Linked DNA regions of Zea mays: region 2 is linked to region 1. A link is a contact called in public Hi-C data. All regions are on one chromosome and are shown on one strand. The core of a region is the stretch at or near the end of the contact, and the rest is flanking DNA. Distances in the headings are between cores, read along the strand shown.

Region 1 (2,520 bases), core at 9-2,508:
AAAAAAACAGACCAACCAGAAGGGATCAAATATCGACCAAAGCACAATCAATATTCCACATATGCTTTAGTACTCATAGTGAGAAATAAAATTTAAGGTATAACAGCTGCTATACTACACTATAACGGGTGCTCCCGCCAGTGAGCATTAACACGTCAACGTCATATCGGAAACCTAATTATTTGCGTCATATACATGCATGGATGTAGCATAGCTGATCGGCTGCTATTCACGCAAAAGCCCAGCTGTTGGTGATGACAGAAAAGCCGCAATTATTATGGTCGGGACACACCTTTTTCCGCCGCGGAATCGATGATCAGTACTGGTAGAGAGAAGGAAACAAAGAAGCATGCATGAATAGTGGCTTTTTTTAGGCAGAACACAAGTTATTTATTATTGGTTCAAAGTGAAATTACAATCCCTGCTAGCTGCTTCCGAAATCTAATTAGAGAAACAATCTAGCCAAAATAAAACAGGAGCCAACTCTACGGTTTTACTTGCACAAAGATGAGCTACCTCATTTCCCTCTCTATTAACGAAAGAAACATCAGGAGCTGGTTTAGAACAAAGGAGAGATAAATCGAGGGAGACAAAACCTAAATGTCTTATACAACTAATATCCCTAGGATTTCTCATTCTGGAAAAATGCAGGGATTCCTAGGTGATTTTGGTTCCTAAATTAGGTCCAAAAGATCTGAAAACCACACTTCTCTCTAATTTCTTGTCACAAACCTGCAATTGCACACCTTCTTCCTTCACCTGACAGGAGAAAAGCCAATCAGAGCAAGCCTTGCTTGCATCTGCGCAGCCACAGACGATACCAGCTGGGTTGGCGGAAATAATAATGGCCTTGCTTCTTTGACCAGTACCCGTCGTATAGGATCTACGGATAAGCGATCAAGTTAACCGTCGCTACCAGAAGATTTGAAGCAGCGAAAGGACGGCCAATAAGACTGCAGCCTGATCTATCTCGTACGTGCTTTCTGGTTGTCGACCGACGACGATGGCGACCCTTATCTCCAGTCCAGGCTACAGATCAAGTGCGCCCTTAGCTAGCTAGAGGGGAAACAAAACAAAGCCCACCACCAAACAAAAGGCGCAAAAGCTCCTCCAAAAATTAAAAGCGGCAACAATACAAATATACGTCCACGAGGCGAATTAGGAGTTTTGTGGCTAGCATGCAGTGAGGTCATATATAACACTTCCATGGACGATAGACGGACCGGGTAAATTAAACGTACCTGTTCATCATATCATTGTGTGATGCCGATTGATTGGCGTCGCTCTGTTTCTTCGGAGTTGCTACGCAGAAATTTCACGTGGACTGTGTTGAGAGTTGTAAGGAAGTACGGGTGATGACAAGCGTCCCGACCATTATGTCGTTATTCCTTTTTTTTCCTATAAAATGAGATAAAGATGGATGGATGACTCTTCTCGCTTTGGTCTAACGCGTACAAGCACGTTGATTTGTCTTTTGTGGTTTGGTTTGTTAATGAGTGATTGTTAACAAATAGCACTCTGGGGTAGTCAGTGGACTGACCAGAGTGTAAGATTATGTTGTGCAACCATGTTAGTTGAGTTATGGTGTGTAGGTGTAGAGCACAGGGACGGTGGTCGACTCCGAGGCGAAGGTCATGTGGGCTCATGCTGATAGACCGGGAGCGGTGAAGGACGAGTGCTTGGTCTTGGTGGCTGATGGATCGGAGCAGCCAGGTGACCAGCTGTGGTGGCTGACACCTGTGACACGTACTCACGCGAGGACGTAGCGGAGCGGGCCGTGATGCCGGCACGGTCGAGGACTGGCGGGACACGTGTCCAGGACGTGGGGGACACGCACGCGGTGTGATGGTTGGTGCAGTTTATGGTTGTGATCTCAGCTGACCTCGTTTTGACACTAGTACAGAGAAGGTCTATACTGGCGGTCGTAAACATATTTTTAGTGGCGTTTATCGTAACCGCCAGTGCTAGGGGTCAGTAAAAATCATCATTTTTACAGGCGAGTAACTGAAGACCGCCAGTGAAAATCGATTTTCCGCCAGTGCAAGTCGCGGCATCTTTCGCGCAAAATTCGCGCGCTCCGCGGTTGTTAGTAATCGAACCGTCGACCTCACCCTCGCGCGTACCCTCTACTACCACTCCGTCTATGACATGCTTTGTGTCTAGTTTGTAGTTGTTTTCTCCACATGCATATTACAACCATTTGAGTGTAAATTGCTTATTTGAGACCCTAAACGAATTCAAATAAAAAAGTTGTCAACTACAAAGATAAATAACTTTTGAAGTTCTACAACTTTTATTTTGACACTTTTTTCATCCGAGGTAGTTTGCAAAATTTGAATTTTAAATTTGACATACTTAGATTCAATTTTTGAGAACCGAAATGAGTTCAAATAAAAAAGTTGTCAACTACAAAGTTTCATAACTTTTAGAGATCTATAACTTTTATTTTGGTGGTTTTGTCATACGAGGTCGTTTGAAAAACTCGAAAAATTAAGGATAAAAATGATTTCTAGTGGCGGT
Region 2 (2,520 bases), core at 11-2,510, 180 kb after region 1:
TTATGAAATAGATCGATGATTTACACTAAAGTTCATACCCATTTACGATGTTTTGGTTAACGTTTTATGCTGAAATCCGCCTGAGCTCACACGCACGATCGGTTCCATATCTTTTGTTCCGATATATACGGTAACTTCTAGCTTCATGGGCGAGCTAATCACGGTGGTGTATGGACCCACCTGAACGAACCAATGAAAAATTTGTTGCCGCTCTCATGTTATGCAAGTCTGAACCATTAAATATGCTAGCATAAACACGAGTAGGAACCAACTACCCGACCAGCGAACACGACGTTGGCCCACCTTCGTCCATCCCAACTCGACCCCACCACGTGCGCACCTTCTGTTTACGTAAAACATAACATATGTTTACACATGTATAAACGTGCCCCACAATCGCGCGGACGCACGTGCCCCACTGACCCGACCTGACCACGCGTGTGACCACTACCCTGGCTAGGACTTCCCATGCCTATCGGAAGCCCTGAGCTTCCATTATCAACGCCTATATATATTATTCAATTGAAGCAAAACATAGTGGTTTTTTGTAAGCTGTATAAAAATATTTCATTGTTAAATCCTGAGGTATACCAAAAAAAAGGTGTTTAACCAATGGTTTGAACAACTTTTTTTCATCTTTAAATTACATTTCCAAAAATGATATTTATTTAATTTATTATTATTAGATTCCACTGAGGAGCAAAAACACATATTCAAGTTAAGAATGCTGTATTGAGTCCCCCGTTGTCGGAAATTAAAATTATACTTCATGTGATTTATAATTTGCTGTAGTGCGGCGCGCGGCTCTTACGACTGAGCTGAGGCCAAAATAAAGCAGCAGGTTCGTTGGGGGCGATAATCCCAGGCGGTGCACTACAATTTGAAGTGTACTACCCTGGCACTCTAAAAGCATACACGCATGCAAAAGCAGCTCCCGCTTTTTTTGAATGGAGAAGATTATCTCAATCGACAAATATATACGCGTAGGACAATTTATACACTTTAGTTATATATACATGGCCAGAAAATTGTCATCTCTAAAGCAACTACACTGAAAAAGATCTTTGCATTTTCACAGTCCCACAAAAAAAAAACAAAAAAAAGTTAAAGAGACATGTGCTTGAAGAGCCCCTGCGCACTTGTACACGGTGACACAACATGCATGTACACCAAGGCCTGCCTGCGCGCCACCTCGTCGTGCTCGTGCCTATATAAAGCCACTCGCATCCCAGCCTATCATTGCAAGAGTTTGAGACAGCAGAGGACACTCCTCCTCAGAACTCTCCCTTCCCTCTTGTAGGGGCCAAAAGGGTCAGAGATCTAGGAAGAAGAGAACTAGTCCCCAAGCCTAACAAGAAAGCAAGCTCTTCTGCAACTGTTGGCATTCGCCTTAATTTGTATCCATATCCCAATGGCAGGCCTATCTCTGCAACACCCCTGGGCATTCACTTTCGGCCTCCTAGGTATATATTTATTTATTTATCTTTCTATTCTGCAGTTCCATTCGTTTTTCACTATACAGTTTGCTGTAGCTGTGTATTAAAAAACAATCCCGTTCGACCTTTCATATATATATATCACCTTTAGTTTAGCCTCGCCAATCTTTTGGCAAATGGCTGATCTTTTTTATTTTCCTTTGCAGGCAACGTCATCTCCTTCATGACCTTCCTGGCCCCGATGTAAGTGACATGTAGCTTGTTGCTAATAAATAAATCATCACAGCTGATCACGTATAATAATCGTCAATGAATCGAACCGTTAATTTGCTCGATCCATTTTTTATATCTTTGAAATTATGCAGACCGACGTTCTACCGCATCTACAAGAGCAAGTCGACGGAGGGCTTCCAGTCGGTTCCGTACGTGGTGGCCCTGTTCAGCGCCATGCTGTGGATCTTCTACGCGCTGATCAAGTCCAACGAGACGTTCCTCATCACCATCAACGCGGCCGGCTGCGTGATCGAGACCGTCTACGTGGTCATGTACTTCGTCTACGCGACCAAGAAGGGCAGGATGTTCACCGCCAAAATCATGCTCCTCCTCAACGTCGGCGCCTTCGGGGCCATCCTTCTCCTCACCCTTCTCCTCTTCAAGGGTGACAAGCGCGTCGTCATGCTTGGCTGGATCTGCGTCGGCTTCTCCGTCAGCGTCTTCGTCGCGCCGCTCAGCATCATGGTAAGCAGCAGCACCATGCATCTGTCGTCGATGCATGCATGCACATGGATATATATATATATATATATATATATATATATATATATATATATATATATATATATATATATATATATATATATATATATATATATATATATATATATATATATATATATATATATACTAACTAGCTAGCTAATGGACGTCGCGGCCGTTGCTAATGAATTATTTGCATGCATGCGTCTACGTACGTACGTGCAGAGGCGGGTGATCCAGACCAAGAGCGTGGAGTACATGCCCTTCTCCCTCTCCCTCTCGCTCACCCTCAGCGCCGTCGTCTGGTTCCTCTACGGCCTCCTCATCA

Evidence for each region. A called contact is a pair of places that touch in the nucleus more often than the background predicts.
Region 2: a Hi-C map of bundle sheath shows a contact between it and region 1, with 3 times the contacts expected there. The contact joins the promoter of LOC100273190 here to the enhancer-like site in region 1. A contact is called at or near these places in 2 of 25 Hi-C or Micro-C datasets (bundle sheath and ear).

Annotation. Positions count from the first base shown.
Region 1 is chr3:95,709,718-95,712,237 of Zm-B73-REFERENCE-NAM-5.0, forward strand. No RefSeq gene overlaps it. Among protein-coding and RNA genes, the nearest start is that of LOC103652107, 37 kb to the right of the region's middle. Within about 2 kb of position 1,259, at least 10 of the 20 cell types and tissues checked have an H3K27ac peak or open chromatin away from gene starts, as enhancers often do. A contact at or near this core is called in bundle sheath, where this site is marked.
Region 2 is chr3:95,885,469-95,887,988 of Zm-B73-REFERENCE-NAM-5.0, forward strand. LOC100273190 (SWEET13c) reads left to right here and starts at 1,261. Exons shown (of 5, transcript NM_001147634.1): 1 at 1,261-1,463; 2 at 1,643-1,679; 3 at 1,802-2,174; 4 at 2,418-2,520. The coding sequence starts at 1,412.